Regions from separate parts of the Mus musculus genome. Here region 1 is linked to region 2. The links are chromatin contacts, called in public HiCAR-type maps. All regions are on one chromosome and are shown on one strand. Each heading gives the region's core, a stretch centred on a gene start, on an enhancer-like site or on the middle of the called end of the contact. The rest is flanking DNA. Distances are from core to core; before and after follow the strand shown. Region 1 overlaps Itga6 (integrin alpha 6). Region 2 overlaps Slc25a12 (solute carrier family 25 (mitochondrial carrier, Aralar), member 12).

Evidence for each region. HiCAR-type assays count read pairs that join an accessible place to other places.
Region 1: a HiCAR-type map of astrocytes shows a contact between it and region 2, with 4 times the contacts expected there. The contact joins two enhancer-like sites. A contact is called at or near these places in 1 of 15 datasets of contacts at CTCF or cohesin (large pre-B cells), 3 of 484 Hi-C or Micro-C datasets (bone marrow-derived macrophages, cortical neurons and embryonic fibroblasts), 4 of 115 datasets of contacts at active chromatin or transcription factors (T-cell acute lymphoblastic leukemia, astrocytes, embryonic basal ganglia and 1 more) and 1 of 9 other capture datasets (adipose tissue).

What each region holds. Positions count from the first base shown.
Region 1 is chr2:71,811,405-71,815,978 of GRCm38.p6, forward strand. All of the region lies in intron 1 of Itga6 (integrin alpha 6), which reads left to right. Among named protein-coding and RNA genes, the nearest start is that of Itga6, 27 kb to the left of the region's middle. Within about 2 kb of position 2,802, at least 203 of the 459 cell types and tissues checked have an H3K27ac peak or open chromatin away from gene starts, as enhancers often do. A contact at or near this core is called in astrocytes and embryonic stem cells, where this site is marked.
Region 2 is chr2:71,287,448-71,292,657 of GRCm38.p6, forward strand. All of the region lies in intron 13 of Slc25a12 (solute carrier family 25 (mitochondrial carrier, Aralar), member 12), which reads right to left. Among named protein-coding and RNA genes, the nearest start is that of Slc25a12, 78 kb to the right of the region's middle. Within about 2 kb of position 2,829, at least 58 of the 459 cell types and tissues checked have an H3K27ac peak or open chromatin away from gene starts, as enhancers often do. A contact at or near this core is called in astrocytes and embryonic stem cells, where this site is marked.

The sequences.
Region 1 (4,574 bases), core at 1,552-4,051, 520 kb after region 2:
GAGTTTATTTCTTGCTAAAGATGGTGCTGTGGTTTTGAGGGTTTTTTAAAGGATTTTGTTGTTTGTTTGTCTGCATGTACAGTGTGTACCGTGTGTGCCTAGTGTCGGTGCAGGTTAGAAGAGGATTCGGATCCCCTAGAACTGGAGTTACAGATAGTTGTGAGCTACCAGTGTGGGTCCTGGGACCAAACATGGGGTCTTCTGGAAGAGCAGCGCTTAACCACTGAGCCATCTCTCCAGCCTCTTGCGTCTTATCTTTAAATATTTTCCAATATGTTGAAATCTTCAGGGAGTTACTCCAGTACAACTTTGCAACTCGGTGGAAGGTGGCCATGGTGGCTCAACTTTAATCCAGCCCTGGGAGGCTGAGGGAAGAAAGATGGTGCATTAGAGGAAATTCCTGCCTCAGAAATCCTGCCCTCCCCCCAAAACACGGGAAAAATAACAAAACTTAGTAGAAGTCGCTGTCTAGTGGCTCTAAGGCAAGCAGTTTGAACAGTGACTTTTCCTAGTGCCAAACTCTAGACACTGGCCCCATGTTTGTAGTCTCTCCTTTGGACCTGATATGGGAACAGGGTTTTGGATGCTGCTCTTGTTAGTTTCCATTGCTCCTGCCCCTACAAGGCCTGACTCGCTTCCCCGCTCCCACCCCAGCCTGTCTGTAGAGTGCAGAGCTGCTGCTGTAGTTCAGGCTTCTACTTATGAGCATGGTGGTACACACCTTTCATCCCAGGCAGAGATAGGTGGAGCTCTGAGTTCTAGGACAGCCTGGCACTACACAGGGAAACCCTGTCTCTGGGAGAGGGAGAGAGACACACAGACAGACAGACAGACAGATGTCTCTGAGAGAGAGGGACATACACACAGAGACAGAGAGACAGAGTCTTGAGAGTATGGCAGCAGCAGAGAGACAGTGGCATACCTGCAGCCCTGGTCCTTGGAGTTGACTTGGTGCCCACAGAGCAGTAATGCACACAGAGCACCTGGTTCCCTTACTAAACCCGTCTGGGCAGCCAGGCGCCCAGCCCTTCCTGTGAGGAACCGGGAGGAAGCTTTGGATTTATACAAAAGCCAGATTTTGGCACGCGTTTTGAGGGGTTGGTTGAAATGGGCTATTCTTCCAGAACCTACAAGCACCTGGCAGCTCAAGAATCAATGTGTGCCTAGCATTTAACCTACACCATGACCTAAAATGACTTAGATTAGAAGTAGACGGTTGTCCCCGGTGTCCTTGTTTGCATACTGGTCTAGTTTTGCTCATTTATTTGTTCTTCACAGACATAGCTTGAACTAATGGACTGTGACTGTATATAAAGCTGATTCCAAGTGAGATTAAGAGCCTTTTTGCTAATCTCTGAACCAGGGTAACTGTGAGAAATGGGTCCCCAATGGTTGCTGAGTGTTGGGGTGACTTTATTCATCTGTTTCTGGGACCTGCCGTTGTATTGGATTAGCTCGCAGTATAGCCTTGAAATGCAGAGTGGTGCAACAGGCGCCCTCTGCTGGCAGGCCATTCCCTTTTGTAGCCACCCACTCCTGCAGCCGGTGTGGATCCTCTTCCCTCCCTCCCAGAAGGTATCTGAAATGGAAACAGGATGCTTAAGAAGCCGTGTGGGCAGAGTCTGGGGTAGGCACCCTTTCAACTGGCATTATCCTTTATAGATGTATGCCTCTTAACATTGTCTTTATGCCTGACAACCTGGCTCCTTCCTTTATTCTATGCAGTCCGCCACTTCCTTCTCTGTCCAATGCCTGTGCCCCACCGGGGATGGAGGAGAGAAGGGTTGGAGAAAGCCCTTGGCTCTGAAGACCTGTGGCTGTGCATGGAGTAACCTCCACAGTCTGTTATTGTTTAAACGTGTGTGTGTGTGTGTGTGTGTGTGTGTGTGTGTGCGTGCGTGCGCGAGAGAGAGAGAGAGAGAGAGAGAGAGAGAGAGAGAGAGCCCGCGTGCACGCCCCCCCCCCCCCCCCCGCCCGCGGAAGCCAGAAAAGGGCTTTGGAGTTATAGGCATTAGACTTGATGATGCTGGACTCCGAACTTTGCTCCTCTGGGAAAGAACAGGCAGGTGCACTAACCACTGAGTCATCCCTCCAGCCTCTGCACAGCTTGTTCATGTTGCTGGAAACCTTTGAAGTGCCTATCCCATGTAGGGACCCAGAAAGGCTCAAGAGATGGCTGCATCCTTAGGCTCTGCGGGCCTCCTCTCCTACCTCTCTCCCCTGAGCCTGTCTTCTCACCAGGCTGTCTGTCCATCTTCAACTCCACTTACCAAATCACCAGACTCCAGTCTCCTACGGCGGCTATCTCAGTGCTTCTTAACTTGTGGGTCGTGACCCCTTCAGGGGTCAAACAACCCTTTCTTTCACTAGGTTCAAATATCAGATATTTACATTATGTTTCATAACAGTAGCAGAATTACAGTTATGAAGTAGCAACAAAGATAATGTTATGGTTGGGGGTCACCATAACATGAGGAACCGTACTAAAGGGTGGTGGCATTAGGAGTGTTGAGACCCACTGCTCTAGCTCCTCCCTTGGAAGCAAAGCCAGTCTTGCCTGTTCTCTGCTGTCCCTCCTAGGTCTCTTCTGCTGTCATTTCCTGGTAGCACTCTCTCTACAAAGCACTTGCCCTCTCCCTCCCAGTCCTTTTCTGAGCTAGCTACTTCTGGATCAGGTGGAGCCACACTGGAGTTTTAGGAGATGGAAGCTACCTGGGAGGCCGTCCCTTATGCATCCTGGGGCAGTACTTGTTGAAGCAGTAATTGGCTGTAGGAGGAGCTTGGTAAACAGGAAGTAGCCTGCCACCCTTAGCAGCCTCCTTGGGTGTGTGTAAGAGGAAGTGGTTAGAGGAGGGAAAGCTGTCTAGGCTGTCGGAGCTGCCCTTTGAGTCTCCTCTTGGCAGTTGGTTACCTTTACCCACCATTGGGCCTGGGTTCTTTTTCCCTTCGCCTGCTGGGAGTCAGACTTAAATCTGTCAGTATGCCAGTGGTTTTTATTTCAGTGTGTCATTGTTATAGGCTGGCTTTTGTGCTAAACGTTTTAGTTGTTCAGTTTTGTTTCTTGGGGAGCATTCATTACGCAGGGACAGGGACACTGTTTCTAGGTAATCTTTGTCCTGCCTGGCACCTGGCTGTGAGGTCCAGAGGCCTCATAATTAATCTCTGTCAAGGCCTCGATTTCCTATCAAATGGGAGGGTGCAGGCTCCTTAGCTTCTGTTTACTCATGGTTCAGCTCATTGTTTGTTTCTCTAGCCACCCCAGCACAGGGTCCATCCCACATCTGCCAAGCATCAAAACCCATTCTCTGCACATTCTAGGCCACCTCGTCTCTCAGGTATTGTGAGCTCCTGCAGGGACAGTGTTACTTGGATACCTGGTGGGCCTATGCAGACCCCTGCACCCTGGCTTCTCTATACCCCCTATTGATTGATAAATTTGGGGACCCGGGGGGCAATTGCTTCCCTAAGTCTCCACTTCAGTTCCGTTGCTTTGGTGTGTGCGGGTTCATCATTTCCAATGTAGACTTGGAACTAGAAGTGGGCAGTGCGAACTGCCTCAGGTGAGGAGATGGGTTATCTGTCTGGTAGGAAGGGCAGCCACTGTCCCCATGGAAGCCATCGTCATGCTCCTGTTTCTCCTGGGCAGATGTGATCCCCTTCCCCCTGTTGCACCTGCAGCAGCATAGCCGTTAGTGTATTTACTTTTTAACTGGGATCCATCCCAGCAAGGAAGAGGTAGTGGGGATGTTAGCTAGAGTTGGTTTTTGTTGTTCATTTTGCACCTGACCCTGCAGGCTTCCCAGTGCACTTTGCTGATGTTAGCTAGCGTTGGTTTTTGTTGTTCCTTTTGCACCTGACCCTGCAGGCTTCCCAGTGCACTTTGCTCCCTTCAGAGGGTTTATTGTTTGTTCCCAGCTGGCTTTCCATCTCCAGCCCATACCTCAAAGCTCTGGTTTCCACTTCTCTGTGTGGTCCGGTGTGTGTTCTTTCTTTCTGTCTCTTGTATTGTTTGTTTCTTACCCTAGAGGTTGTAAACCACGTGACCAGCCAGCCCCTCTGCTAATGAAGTGAAAGCTCTCCGCTGCCTGCCGATCATGAGTTGGGATTAGGAGCCACTCCTTGGGGAAAGTCTGGGGTGGAGAGAAGAGGAATGTCCCACCCACAGCTGCCACTTCATTTCTCAGCCTTTGTGGGAGACTGGTTGATATGGGGGAGCTTGTATCATGTACCCATGAGACAGAACATCACGTGTTGCACTTTAAATAGATGGAGATTCTCCTTGTCAACTATATCCTCAATAGAGCTGAAGAAAAAGAAAAAGGGAAGAGATTAATTGTGACATGGGCAAGAGTTGGATTCTTAATCTGTAGATACAGTGTTGCAAAGCTAGGTGTAGTCAAAGTGTTCCCTGGAGGATACCTGTCTTAGTCAGGGTTTCTATTCCTGCCCAAAACATTACGACCAAGAAGCAAGTTGGGGAGGAAAGGGTTTATTCGGCTTACACTTCCATACTGCTGTTGATCACCAAGGAAGTCAGGACTGGAACTCAAGCAGGTCAGGAAGCAGGAGCTGAT
Region 2 (5,210 bases), core at 1,579-4,078:
GATCAGCCACTTGAATAGGTGTGCAAAATGTATGCATTGAAAATAATCAGAAAAAAAAAAACATAATAAAAGTCACAGAATTAGTTGTCTCAAGAACAGACAAAAGACTGGGCCTTATAGACCAACGCCATTTTTCTGCCTCAGTGGTGACAATTTTAAAAGAATAAAGGTCAGTATATGTTTACTGTTGGGTGATATATTATCAAAGTGTTAAGAACACAAACCTTGGTGGCTGAGAGGGGGACAGTGAGTGGAATGTAAAGTGAATAAGTAAAAAAAAATAAAACAAAATAAAAAGAACACAAAACTTAGACTAAATAAGGGGAAGTACTATGGTCTGAGTATATGTGTCTCCCCACCCTGAAAATTCATAGGTTGGAATCTATTACCCAGGAAGGTGGGACCTTGGAAAGCGACCAGGTCCTAAAGGCTGTGCCCCTGTGGGTGGGATTAGTGTGCCGCAGAAGATGAAGACAGCTCTTGTGTCCCCTTCCTCCACACGAGGGTGCAGGAGCGGGGCACCCCTGAGGTCCAGAGAGCAAGGATCAGCACAATGAGTCTGATGGTGCCTTCATCTTGGACAGCCCAGAATTGTGAGCAGTAACTTTCTGTGGTTACCCAGCCTATGGCATTTAGTCTTAGTAGCCAGAATGAGCTAAGATTGGAGGTAAATCATACTTTACGTGTGGCATAAATGTTCAATGATGTCTCTCTCTCTCTCTCTCTCTCTCTCTCTCTCTCTCTCTCTCTCTCTCTCTCTCTCTTTGTGTGTGTGTGTGTGTGTGTGTGTGTGTGTGTGTGTGTGACCATGCAAGTTTGCAGCATGAATTTGGGATCCTACGGATTCCTGGGAACGGAAGAGGGGATCTGTTTCCGCTGCTCTCAAAGACATTCAAGATACACTTGTAGGAGAAGACAGACTTCCTCACCTAGGGAATTGGGTAGCTATAGACCTAGGCCTTCAAAACAAAGCAACAAACCAGGGCATGTTGAGTAGCTGGGAAAGGCACTTGCCACCAAGCCTGATGATGTGAGTTCAGTCTCTAGGACCCACATGGCACATGAAGAGAACTGATTCCTGGAAGTCTTCTAACTTCCAAGCACAAATCAATAGATTTAATGATAAACTTTATTAGAGATAACTTAAAAATTATGTGACAAAGATAAGAGATCCAGCCAATAAATGGCACATACCCTGACCATGTGACCATTCACAATGGCTATTAAACATATAAAAGGAAATGCCAGAAGAGAGGCACAGTCAAAGAGACACTTCTAAATCCCCTGGGAGCATGCTACAGTATCAGTGACCCTTGGAAACATGCTATGGGAAAGAAGGCAGAGCCCAGAGGTTATATACCACATGGTTACATTTATAGGAAAAATTCAGAATTAGTGTCTATGGAGGAGTTTATTAATGAATGGCCACCTAGGGTATAGGGGTGAGGTGGGAAGACAGAAGGTGATAGCTAACAAGTATCTGTGTGTGTATGCGTGAGTGAGTGCGTGTGTGTGTGTGTGTGTGTGTGTGTGTGTGTTGGTGCTGGTGTGCACAGTGATGAGATTTGCTAACACTGATTCTGATGCTGGTGGTCTGTACTCTGTGGATATACTAAGAGCTACAGAATCGAACACATACAATATAGCATTAGAGGGTGACTTTGGGATCAGTAAAGCTACTATCCTTTTAGGGCCAGGGGCACAGCTCTGGTAGGGCACACACCCTGTAGGCACGAGGTCCTGAGTTTGATCCTCAAAATCAACCACGACATTTGCCTGAAAAATCCAGAGGACAAATGCTGAGAGGAAAGTCAACAGATGAAATAAAGAACAGGCGCGTGTTCCCGCAGGGGGAGGGTGGATATGGAGAGGCGCCTTGGATCTTGTCTTTGCCAGTTGTTGCAGATGAGATCACAATGCGGTCACTCTTTAGGATTAATGAGATAATCTCTACAAAATGTACAGTTGAGGACCGAAAGTCTCTATTGCTTGAAGCAGCATGTTAATTAGGCTGGATGGTAGACATGTGGATGTTCCCCGTATATTACTTTTTATCGATAAAGAACATAGGGTTTTTTTTTTTTATGTTGTTTTGGTTGGTTTGGGTTTTGTTGTTGTTGTTTGCATGTAGCTTTTTTGTTTTGTGAGGCAGGGTCTCACACTGTAACCCTGACTGGCCTTGAACTGGAAGTGATCCTCCTGTCTCTGCCTCCAGAGACCTGGGATTGGTAGAAGCTACCACACGCAGCCTTACCACACAAGTTTGAAAACTGACTGTGGTGTGCCTGCAAGAAGGCTCAGTGGGTAACGAAGCTGCAGGCAGGCCTGGTGACCTGACTGTAAGCCCTGAGACCCACATGGTGGAAGGTGAGAACTGGCAAACTGTCATCTCTGTGGCTGCGCTCTCTCTCTCTCTCTCACACACACACACACACACACACATCAGATCACATACATATCAAATGTATATCAAAAAAACCCAAACCTTAAGGTAAACTGATCATAGTGCCAAGAAGGCAGCTTGTGATGACTGCATGCTTCGGTATGTTGAGTCTTGATCGGAGCCCTTACATAACACACACACACCGATTAAAAACAGAAAAAGACCATCGAGGCATGGAGGCTCCTCCCATCCTTGCATCCAGAAGGGAGAGGCAGGTGGATCTCTAGGAGCTAGAGGGCAGCCTGGTCTATATAAAGAGTTCCAGGCCAGCCAGGGCTGCAAGCTGAGGCCCTATCTCAAAACAAAAGCCAAGGAAAGCAGAGCAGCAGAACACAGGCTGCAGATCTGGAATCTCCACTGTTCTCATGGCAACAGCATTCCCTCCCAGCTACAAGAAGCTTGGCCTGGGCGCTCACTAATCCCTTTGCTGGGAAGAGCTTCCAGCTCAGTTAGGGCCTTCCTTGCTGGCTAACCTAGTAAGCTTTAACACTGGGCGCTGGGGAAGAGCAATGTGATTTGCTCAGCCATGCTAGCCCAGCACTCAGCTAACTGCCCTGAAGGACACTATACATCCGGTCTGATCAGTACCAATAGGGGCGTGGACTCATTTTCAAAGCCCAGTGAAATTGCTTTCCACACTGTTGATTGGCTTCACTCAAGGAAGAGTTTGTCCTCTGTCCCACGGTGCCTGCTGGTCTAGAAACAGAGGCCTGGCCACTCATCTAAGACTTTATTCTCTGGTTTAGTTAACTGACTTTTGAGAGAAGTGCTAGGCTAGGCTTTAACAATCATCTACCCTGTGGTATGACGGCTCATCAACAGAAAAAAAAAAAAAAAAAAAAAGAGCTTTGTAAGTGGTATAAGCCTGTAATCCTGGTCTCCAGGAGGCTAAAGAAGTAGCATCATGAGGTTAAGGCCAGCCTGGGCTACAGAGTAAGACTGTCAGAAAAAAAAGAAAAGATAAAAATGCCACTGCCACATTTTCTTTCCTCTTTGCCCAGAGTTCAACATCGCTATTTCTCCTACTATCAGCCAATCAAAAATCGGCCATTAATCATCCATAAGTAAAACATGATTAAGGGATAAATTCAGTGTTAGCCAAACCCTCAGGACATCTTAGACTTCACCTATAAACAAGAATCCACACCTAGAAAGAGCAAAGGAATCCAGTTTCTGATTCTTGCTTAACCACTTAGGTCACAGGTCAGATAAGAGAACAGGCCAGTTTATGACCAAAATCCTCTACACAGCACAGAAATAATTAGCTGTTTGGAAAACAAAATGTACAACCTTCTTGTTTCTTTTTCTTTTCCCAGATAAGGCCTCATTTAGCCCGGGCTAGCCTCAAACCCAGATGTAGCCAAAGATGACCCTGAAATTCTGATTCTCCTAGGTTAGCCACCCTGGTCTGGGAGTCACAGGCACGCATTACAATCCTCTCCACGACAAAAGATGCTCAGCTTTCAGGAGATCACAGGTATGCATATGCTGTGGTCAGCATGAGTTAGGAAGCTTCCTAGCCAAATGGAAACTAAAACCACCAATATATTTCTCGTTTACACAAAAGTGAAACAATCACAGCATCTAGTTACAATATGAGAGAGGAGTAGACTTTTGTAGACACATGTAAGCAAGGGCTTTACTTCTGTCTATCATTTATCATTCATAAAAAATAAATTGAGCCAAATAAGTCTCCTCCATGAGAAAGCACACCCACCCATGATGTACAAGCAAACACACAAGCCTGGCCTTCCCCCCACACAAGGCAAGGGTCCAGCTGACACGCATCATGACAGAGAAGCCTGGAGCAATTGCTCCTCTGACCCCAGGGACATCTTCTCTGAATTAAAACTTCTCAGGTCATTGACCTCATCGTCTCAGGCTCCATAAGCAAGTGAGAAGGTTTTTGTGAAGACCTCCAGCTAATCCAACTAGAAATCATTAACGTTTTCAGGACCAAAATGGACTACGAAAGCCTCAGGCAAACCACTTTATCAACTGTGAAACAGATATTGCTCGGAACATTTGCTGAGCTGCAAGCTTAGATGTGTCAGCCAGTCTAAATCCAATGTAATGCTTACACCTTAAAAACAGAAGCCTCCGAGCTCTACAAAAATCACAATCTCAGCCTCTGGCTTTGGAATTTTTGCCAATTGCTACAATATACTTATAGTCTCTTTGTGTTCCTTGCAGCCTCATAAAAAGGCTTATGGAAATGCAATGGCACACTCATAGCTACACATAAAACTGAAGGGCCCAATTAACTTTACAGTTTCAGAGAAGAGCAATGGACAGGAACTACACCTGCTATTACATTTCCTTTGATACTTAAACAAACAAACTTAGGAATTAAAAAAAGTCTAGAAGGGGGGCTGGAGAACTGGCTCAGCTGCTAAGAGCACTTGTTGCTCTTATAAAGGACTCAGGTTCCAGCACTCACATGGTGGCTCACAAACATCTATAACTCCAGTTCCAGGGGATCTGAAACCTCCTTCTGTCCACCAACGGCACATAGATGTACCCAGTGCACTTCCACGTGCACAAGCAAAACAGAACACTTTAAAATTACATATATTGCTCTTATGTTCTTGCCTCTTTCTTGCCTCCTGCCCCCTTGCACTCCATCCCCTTCTCCCACGTCTCTCCATGTGGCCAGAACCGGCCTCCACTTCTCCATTCTTTCCTCTCTGCCTTCTCTGCCTCTGCTACTCTCTTAACTCCCCTCCCCATGTCCTGAATAAACTCTATTCTATACTAAATAAATAAA